Regions from separate parts of the Mus musculus genome. Here region 1 is linked to region 2. A link is a contact called in public Hi-C data. All regions are on one chromosome and are shown on one strand. Each heading gives the region's core, a stretch centred on a gene start, on an enhancer-like site or on the middle of the called end of the contact. The rest is flanking DNA. Distances are from core to core; before and after follow the strand shown. Region 1 has its middle 44 kb from the start of Ptcd2. Region 2 overlaps Gm34995 (a long non-coding RNA gene).

Region 1 (4,943 bases), core at 47-2,546, 470 kb after region 2:
TAGAACAATATGGCCATAGTAATCTACATTTTTTTTAAATTAAATGCGACTTGACTGTTGCTGAATCTGGAATAGTTTAAGTGGCACACAGCGGCATTAACCTTGGGTGGGAGGCAAGGTCAGAGGAATAAGAAAGGAAATTAACTTTTTGTTTGTATACTTCTCAATTGTTTGAATGTCTTAAATCGGCATGTATTTAATAACTTAACCACAACACCCATTTTTTTGTTACCTTTTGGAAAACATCTTCTATATCCTGGGGTAGTGGTTTACTAATAAGTTTTAACTACTAAAGTAAGTTTTCTTATCTAATAGGCATTATTTTAGTCTCTTTGAAAAATATATCCTTAAATCAGATAGATAGATAGATAGATAGATAGATAGATAGATAGATAGATAGATAGATAGATAGACAGATGGATGGACAGACAGATGGATCGACAAAACTGTTTTGTCCTCTTTTTTAAAAGTGCAAAATAACCTCCGCTTTATATTTTGCCTTCAAAAAACAAACCTTTCTCTCTCTAGCTTCTTCCCACTTCAAACTTCTTAATCCCCTAACCATAATTAGCATCTAGTCCCATATCCTAGCAAGTCACAGATTCCAGGGACTTGAGGCTTAATAGAAGTAAAATTTGAGAAGAGGGGCTGGAAAGGTGTCTGGGTGGTTAAGAGTACTTGCTGTTCTTTCAAAGGACTCAGGTTCGATTCCCATGAACCACATGAAAGTTCAACATCTCCTTGGACACCCGGCATGCATGTGGTGCAAAACACTCTCACATACAATAATAATAAAATAAATCTAAATAAATAAAATAAAGTTAAAATGTTTTGAGAAGGGACGATTTCTTCTGAGAAATCTTTGGAGATTTCTTTTTCCCTTATTAGATTAAAACCAGAGCTGTATATAATTAACTTGCCATCTAAAGAACAGCCTCAAGTTCTGCTTCATAGACTCTAGCTACTATAGATTGATTTTAAAAGTCATTTCAACCCTGTTAAATTTGCTGCCAAGAACTTTCAATACACCACGCAGGGCCTGCTGTGGTGAGGTTTTGTATTTATGACACCAAATAAAGACATTTCCCTAAGTATTTTCTCTAAGAGACTTTTATCATTTGACTTTGTTTGTAGCAAGCTATGTTTTTACATGGTCCACTTCAGCAGCTGTTGCTTTAAAACGTAAATGGCACACCCATATGAGCTTCATTCACTTCACCCTCCCTGCACAACCTGATACATCTTTATGAGAGAACCTTTCCCCTGCCTCCAATGCCCAAGGAGGAAGTTAGTAAGAAAACCCCGAGAGTGTTAATTTCCTTCCACTTCCTGCCGCCATGCAGCCCACTTGAAGACAACATTCCGCAAATAAGCCTATTGCCATGTGACTGAGACTCTGCTAATTTTCCTGACAGGACAATGGCTCAGCGCCTCCGAGTTCCTATGTTTAGGGTTAGGGTAGGCATGCTCTTCTGCCCAGATGTGGCTGGCGAGTCAGTGGAAATCGCATCCCATCTGTACATCCCCAGGAGAGAGAACCATGATTTATCCTACAGTAAGAGTGTTCCCTGGAAACAACATGGACCTGAAAATGCCCGCTTCTCCCAATCTAGAAAATGATGATCTACATCTAACGTCTAACTACAAGACGTTTTTATTTATGTATCTCTAGAGTTAGCCCACCTTTCCTCCTGAGAGCTCTGCTGCGGCCAGCTCAGTGGAACCACCTCCATCTTCCTTTCTCTGGCTTGCTACATTGTTTTCTGACTGCTGCTTTCTTTCGGTCCCACCATATCCACATTCTCCACATAAATTTAGGAATGTAAATCAGACTCAATCCTAGACTTCCCACTGAGCCTGTTATCTTCCTACTCTGAACCATGTCCCCTGCCCCCTAATACCCACACCCGGGCCTTGGCACTGTCCCTGTACTTCAGCTGCTAAATCTCAGCTATACTTTCGAGATGGCATCCCTCACCCTGCCTTGGCGCTTTGCCATGCTCTCTCTCCACCCCCTGCTTGAGACTTAATTTCTAGGGCTCTTCGCTGGACTCACTCCTCCTGCTTCCTCAAGTTCTCCTTAGAGACACCTCCTCACCACCCATACAGAGAGACTCTCTCTGTTCTCCTCCACAGCCTCTTCCTCTTCTCTTTCTTCATACTTATCATCCCCACAGTGGTTTACTGCCTGCCTGTTCCAGCTTCTCAAAGCTTCCCATGGAGACCAACTTAGGGCTGTACCCAACTCAAGCTCTTCCAGCTTAGAAAGCGTACCCTGTCCCCAGGGCCAGTTATCACAAGCCAGTTTTCAATATGAACAGTACACTATTCAACTAACATGCAGAAAGCAGTGGACATTGAGAACAGAGGGGTGCAGTGAACTGTCCACCAACTTGAAGGGTATGTGGCTAATTTTTGTGATGGGGAAAGGTGCAGATATAGTTTTAGGACAGGATATAGAAAGCTCATTTCTTTTTCCTAATTCACACTGGGGAAACATCATGTTGGTCATTTGAGACAGTGAGAATTCCAGGATCACCCAGAAATAATATGGACACTTTAATCTTCATCCATCTACAAGGGAAACAGACATGTTGTCTTCCTCTGTGCTCAGGAGAGTGACCATCCATGCTGGTCCATGTGGGTCTGTCCTCAAGTACACACCATCTTTATTTCAGCAAAGCCCCCAGTTCCAAACCAATGAGAATGGATAATCCCTCGTGCTGGGAAAAGGGAAGTTAGCTTCGGCAAACAACCAGAGGTTTGTATGACAAGACGAGAGCAACAGGAAAGCCAAAACAGACACCTTTATCTCTGATAAAGATGGCTCACAGTATAGGGCGAAGAAGACACTGACCAGGCAGAAAGCCCGACTTTGGGGATTGGAGAAAAATCTCACTTTCTGCAAGCAGACCTGCCTGCAATAAAGACAAGATCCGACCTTTGCACATATGTTAATTGTATTCACATTTATCAAAGGAAAAGCCATTCTGTCTTCCTGAAGGGAGGAACATGGGAAGGGTTGTGAGGGAAAGGGTGGGCATGAGGGACAGACAAGGTCAGTGCACGGATGGCTCCTCCCTCGCAGAGAAAGAAACACCATGAGAGACGGGGTTGGCGACAAAGCATTTTTATCAGCGCATACTCATTTCTTATAAATTAAAAAGGTGTTATTGTGACATTTCCATATGTGTACTGAATGTTAAGGACAGATGTAAAGAGCCATTGAACTCATAGCCTGGGAGGTGCACAGAGGTCTAAAAATCACAAAATTTGTAATAGAAATGTCCTTGTGACAAGAATAAATCAAACTCCTTGTTTCATGAGCTAATCCCGTAGGCAAATGAGCTGTTGTGCTTGCTCACCTGCTGGAGTGGCAGAGCTCAAACCCAAGACCCCTGACTCTGGACCATAATCTTTCTCATTCTGAGCTGCCTCCTTTTCTAATCTAATTGGGAACACTTTTCTTAGAAGTTTGTTTGTTTGTTTGTTTGTCTCAGAAGTGACTTCTGTGATTGTCTATCACTTTACTAAATCAAATTCCCTGTAATAAAACACCGGAAGCAGAATGCTTTATAAAGAAATGAGGTTTCTTTAGCTCAGAATTTGGAAGGTTAAAAGTCCACACAGCTAACTCTGGGGAGGGCACCCCCAACTGATCTCCTCATAGCAGATGGTCTCACGGGGATGGGAGAAACGGTGAGAGGAACCACGTGGTGAGAACGGAGAGCTAGGAGGACATACGCACAGCTTGCTTTTTCTAGAACTAACTTGGAGTCTCAAGAGAACTACAATAATCACCCCTGATGACATGCCACCAGTTACCTGTGAGGACTTTCTCTAGACCCTCATTTTTAAAGTAGATTCTTAACTTCACTGCACTGAGAACCAAGCTTCCGACACACACACTTAAGTCACAACCGTCTCAAAGGACAAACTGATTCTTGGGGAAACTAAATGATTTGCTTGGGGGCACAGGGATAAAAGGCACACACCAATCATGGGGCTCTGGGGACCTGTTGCCTCATTGCCAAGGCTGGCTCTTTCTGGCTCTCTTGGAGTTCCACCACCAAGGACTGTTGGACACATCTCCAAGTGTCCCTGGACGCTCTGAGCAGAAGTCCCTCTGATTGTCCCATGGAGTCCTTTGAGCACGTAGAGGCATTTCTAAGCGGCATTGTGGTGTCTGTCCTCAGAGGTGAAATAATAAGGAGCTCCCTGAACCCCAAGAAAGTGTTAGTTTGACCTTTAAGGTAGTATCACCCTGAGTTACTAAAAAGGTTAACCCTTTGGTGCTAGAGGGCTTGTGAGCTCCGTGATCTTATAGAAAATTGTTGAAGTGTTTACATTGTATTTTCCTAGCACTAAAGTATCTTAGTGCTTCTCCACCATTGCCATGGGGTTAGGAAGGCCACTGATGTAATTTTGATGGGCTTTTGCCTTAGGAACTGAGACAGTTCCAGGGCTTAAGGAACTGGTCAAATGCAGGACTCACTACCTGTCTCTTTCTCATGGCTTCTTGTTTCCCCTGCTGCTTCTGTTCAATTTCCTCTCTCTACTACCTGGTTGAGGCTGCCTGTTAGAGGTTTCTAAACGTCCCGGATTATGGCTTTGCATTGGTTTTGCTTGTCATGTCCCCAACTTTGCACCTCTAAGGATACAGGAACAAACCAAACTGTTTCTCTTACTATGCTTCCACAACACAGACCTCTGCTCTAATCAAATGTGTAAGGGCATGGGGTGTTGCTGTGCAGCCAAGCAAGCAATTAGCACTGAAGCAGGCACCAGCTCAGTCCTGACACTGTCTACTGGAACACACCATCAGATGCCAGGCCACAGCTCAGTCCCATGAGACAGTCCTCCGTTTTAGATGCCAGTTTTAAACTCTTACTTTGTTAGGACTGTGCTTTCGATTGGCTGTAGGTCAGCATCAGAGTTGACTA
Region 2 (4,913 bases), core at 2,204-4,703:
ACCAAAAAAAAAAAAAAAAAAAAAAAAAAAAAAAAAGAGGCAGAGACAGGTAAATGGCTCTCTGTGAGTTCAAAACCAGCTTGGCCTACATAGTGAGTTATGTAACAGTCATGGCCTGAGACCATGAGACCCTGTCTTTAAAAAAGGAAAAGGTGCTAGGTGATGGTGGCACACGCCTTTAGTTCCAGCACTCTGTAGGCAGAGGCAGAGAGGCAGAGGCAGAGAGGCAGAGGCAGAGAGGCAGAGGCAGAGAGGCAGAGGCAGAGAGGCAGAGGCAGAGAGGCAGAGGCAGAGAGGCAGAGGCAGAGAGGCAGAGGCAGAGAGGCAGAGGCAGAGAGGCAGAGGCAGAGAGGCAGAGGCAGAGGCAGAGGCAGAGGCAGAGGCAGAGGCAGAGGCAGAGGCAGAGGCAGAGGCAGAGGCAGAGGCAGAGGCAGAGGCAGAGGCAGAGGCAGAGGCAGAGGCAGAGGCAGGCGGATCTCTGAGTTCAAGGTCAGCCTGGTCTACAGAGTTCCAGTACAACCAGCATTACACAGAGAATCCCTGTCTCAAAAAAAAACCAAAAAACAAAAAACAAACAAAGAAACAACAACAACAACAACAAAAACAGAGTGGGCAAGGAAGGAAGGAAAGAAGGGAGAAAGAAAAACAAAGATTGGCTTTAGAAATTTAGAAATTACCTTCTAATTTTTGCTTTGTGTCAATATTCTACATATTTAGAAACATAAATTTTAACATTAAGAGAAATTTTACCCAGAATTTAAAAATAATGGTGGTAGCCACGAGGTTAAGGGATAGTGCTGTAGCCAGATGTACCGTATGGTTTGTATGCTTAATATGAAAAACATAAATATCACTAGAGAGGTGAAGAATGTATATAATAAAAATGTAAACACATCCTGGGCTGTGGATGTAGCTCAATGGTACAGTTTGCCAAGTATGAGTGAGACCCTGGGTTCGGTTCTGAGCATGGAAAAAAACGTCGTATTCTTTGTATTTTTTTTTTTTAAACCTTTAATACAATTTGCTTGTTGTCAATTGTGTAAAATTATTGCATAGTGCTTTATTTTCTTGATTTTTAGGATTATTCTTCTATTCTAAATAGTAAGTATATGCGACATCTGAACACTCCAGCCTAGGACAGTGACTCAGTGGTTAAGGACACACACACTGCTCTTGAGAAGAGTTAGGGTCCTAGTGCCCCAGTCTGGCAGCTCACACCATGTGTAACTCCAGTTCTAAGGGATCTGGACGCTGCAGGTGCTGTGTCTTCTGCAGGTATCTCTCTCCGTGTTATCTCCCACACGGAGACTTAGAAACATAACTAAGAAAAAACAAATCATTAAATTTCCCGGATTGTGGGGCTGGAGAGATGGCTCAGCAGTTAAGGGCACTGACTGCTCTTCCAAAGGTCCTGAGTTCAATTCCCAGCAACCACATGATGGCTTACAACCATCTGTAATGAGATCCGATGCCCTCTTCTGGTGTGTCTGAAGACAGCCACAGTGTACTCATATAAATAAAATAAATCTTTAAAAAAAAGAAATTTCCTGGATTGTTTTCACTCATCTTTTGTTTGTTTGTTTGTTTGTTTTGTTTTGTTTTTTTTCGAGACAGGGTTTCTCTGTGTAGCCCTGGCTGTCCTGGAACTCACTCTGTAGACCAGGCTGACCTCGAACTCAGAAATCCGCCTGCCTCTACCTCCCAAGTGCTGGGATTAAAGGTGTGAGCCACCACTGCCCTGCTTTTTAAATTTTTTTTCCTATTTTTTGTTTTAAAGATTTATTTTTTTTATGTATATGAGTACACTGTTGCTATCTTTAGACACACCAGAAAGGGCATTGGATCCTGATATAGATGGTTGTGAGCCACCATGTGGTTGCTGGAATTTGAACTCAGGACCTCTGGAAGAGCAGTCAGTGCTCTTAACCTACCTCTGAGCCATCTCTCCAGCCCCTCTACCTATCTTTTAAACCTTCCTAAAAGATTATCCATTTTTAAAAGAAAGTTTGAAAAATTTATGTGTTTTGCCTGTATGTGTGTGTCTCTCTCTCTGTGTGTGAGAAAGACTTATGTGCCTAGCCTCATTGGGATCAGAAAAGGGCATCAGATCTCCTGGTACTGGTGTTACAAATAATTATGAGTCACCATGTGGTTGCCAGGAACCAAACATAGATCCTTTGCAAAAACAAGTGCCCTTAACCACTGAGCCACCTCTTCAGTCTCTGATTTGTTTTCTTAAAAGTTAAACATATTCTACGCCCCAGTGTAGGGGAATGCCAGGGCCAGGAAACTGGAGTGGGTGGGTTGGTAAGCAGGGGGAGGGGGGCTTCAGAGGGAGACCAGGTAAGGGGATAACATTTGAAATGTAAATAAAGAAAATATCTAATAAAAACGAGTCAAATATAGTTATTAAAACCTATGTTGTTAAAGATGTTCCACATGCATTTTATTCAATGGCGCTGTATAAGCTAAGGTAGACTTATCATTGTATGCCCCCAAACGTGGTACTGAGATGCCAGACATTCGTTCATCTATGACAGATAGGCTGAGAAAGACGTCTCCTCTCCACATTGAGAGCATCAAGGACTCCAGCGATTTCCTCTGCCCTTAGAAGAGAGGAAGTATGGACGTCTGTTTCTGCTAAGGAGACCTTCGTCAATGATGAAGTCTGCCCCTCTGATCAGCTGATGTCTTTATTTCTGGAATGTTCTTCTGAACTCTACATTAAATATTATTTTAAATTAATGAGTGAATATGGTAATTATTCTATACCTGCTGACGTTGAAAGATACCATTCATGAACTTATCTACATGATTCCTCTTCCCAAACTTTTAAATCTGTGCAAACCAAGTGAAAAGTTAATTCGTAACAATAATCCATGACAACTTGTCTGGCTCCCTTTTATTCCTGCTGCAGAGTGAAACTGGTTAGGATGACATTGACTTGGTCAGAACTAGTGTTTTCACTCCTCAAAACACACGTGAAAAATATATTTAAAATATATATATAATATATATCATATTTCTATGATTTTTTTGAAAAAAATTTAAAAGGTGATTTTTTTTGTTTGTTTGTTGTTTGTTTTTTGAGACAGGGTTTCTCTGTATAGCCCTGGCTGTCCTGGAACTCACTTTGTAGACCAGGCTGGCCTCAAACTCAGAAATCCACCTGCCTCTGCCTCCCGAGTGCTGGGGTTAAAGGCGTGCACCACCATGCCAGCTTTAAAAGGTGAATTCTTATTTGATTTCTGGAGTTCTGTAAGAGAGAGGAGGGTTGGATTCCATTCAGCAGAAATTCTCCTCTTAACAGCATTTCTTCATGTGGATCATCTCCGCTGGATTGACATCTCTGCAGCCATCTGAGGTTAACACCAAAAGGGTGTCACAGGACAGACTTCCTCTTCTCTTTCTTCAACAGCTTGCTGCTTCCTGGAAAATCAGTGAATTTGCACCACTTCTTACTCAAATCGGCCCCCTCAGCTTTTTGCTCAGTTCCCACTAACACCTCAGACCACTAGGCCAAGAATGGGACTACTTCCTGTTTGTCTGAGACAGGGCCTTTCTAGGTTATCCTGGTTGTTCTAAAACTCCCTATGTAGATCAGGCTAGCCTTGAATCTGCCTGCTTCTGCTTCCAGGGCATTGGATTAAAGTCCTATGCCCCCGTGCTGGGCTAGGACTGCTAATTCTTCATCTCTGCTCTGCTCTGCTCCGGAGTCATGAGCGCTGCCGGCTTCTCAGTCCCACAGCTGAGTGTAGGTCTCTTCCGGTGGCTGTGAGGCCTCCCTCCTCCTTACGTCTTTTAGTTTGGGAGGTGTGGAGCTGGCAACATGGTTTCTCATTCTTGTTACTTTTAGTTTCTAAAAGGAGAGGCAGGAGACATCTAGCCTTTCCTTGTCATGTTAATAATACTTGGATAGCTTGGCTTTCATTTCTTCCATTGATATTCATTTTGCTTTTTTAAAAATACTTTTAGTTAAGGTGCAAATGAAGGGGTTACATTATTACATTTTCATTATAATATCAGTATAAGTTGTCCACTTTTGCCCCTCCCCCCAGTCCCCAGAATCCCTGCCACTCCTGCCGGTGCCCTTCCTCCTGGCCAGGTGTTCCCCATCTGCTTTCCTGTCATTTGCATATATTTGTCTAACTTCTGCACATAAGAAAACACGCACTATTTGTCTTCCTCTCCCTTCCCCTTTCTTCCTCCCAATAGGCCCTCATATACTTTCATGTCATATAAACATGCATACATATACATGCTGGTGTTTAAATGGAGATTTCCTCATGAAAAAACATGTTTATGTGAGTCACTTAACTTCATGGTCTCCATTTCCCCCTGGATTACATAATTTTACTTTTTCTTTATGGCTAAATAAAACTCCACGGACATTTTCTTTATCCATCGATGATGGCTGATGGACATCAGCCCAGGTCCTATACTTTTGTCTGTTGTGAACAGGACTGCAGGAACATAGATGTGCAAGTGTCTCTGGTTCTGAGGATACTAGCTATACTTAAATGTGAAGTTCGTATCTGTGCCCAATAACCTTTGTTATGTCAGGGTAGCCCTGCTCTGCTCCTAAATTTGATGCTATTTTTCAAGCCCATTTTCCCCCTGAATGGTGATTCCTTTTTTGTTTTTTGTTTTTTGTTTTTTTTGTTGTTGTTGTTGTTTTTCTAGACACAGTTTCTGTGTAGTCCTGGCTGTCCTGGAACTCACTCTGTAGACCAGGCTGGCCTTGAACTCAGAAATCCGCCTGCCTCTGCCTCCTGAGTGCTGGGATTAAAGGTGTGCGCCACCACTGCTCGGCTGAAAGGTGATTCCTTACTTCCTGTTCCTATCTGTAGTTTGGGAGATCCTCACTTCAAAAGGACAGTTTACCTGGTAGCGAATACAGGTTTTGGTTGGGG

Evidence for each region. A called contact is a pair of places that touch in the nucleus more often than the background predicts.
Region 1: a contact with region 2 is called in a Hi-C map of bone marrow-derived macrophages, with 15 read pairs. The contact joins two enhancer-like sites. A contact is called at or near these places in 1 of 484 Hi-C or Micro-C datasets (bone marrow-derived macrophages), 1 of 115 datasets of contacts at active chromatin or transcription factors (cardiomyocytes) and 1 of 9 other capture datasets (embryonic stem cells).

What each region holds. Positions count from the first base shown.
Region 1 is chr13:99,298,140-99,303,082 of GRCm38.p6, forward strand. No RefSeq gene overlaps it. Among named protein-coding and RNA genes, the nearest start is that of Ptcd2, 44 kb to the right of the region's middle. Within about 2 kb of position 1,297, at least 5 of the 459 cell types and tissues checked have an H3K27ac peak or open chromatin away from gene starts, as enhancers often do. A contact at or near this core is called in bone marrow-derived macrophages, where this site is marked.
Region 2 is chr13:98,829,153-98,834,065 of GRCm38.p6, forward strand. It overlaps Gm34995 (a long non-coding RNA gene), which reads left to right. Exons shown (of 3, transcript XR_382806.4): 3 at 2,545-2,733. Among named protein-coding and RNA genes, the nearest start is that of Gm34995, 16 kb to the left of the region's middle. Within about 2 kb of position 3,454, at least 81 of the 459 cell types and tissues checked have an H3K27ac peak or open chromatin away from gene starts, as enhancers often do. A contact at or near this core is called in bone marrow-derived macrophages, where this site is marked.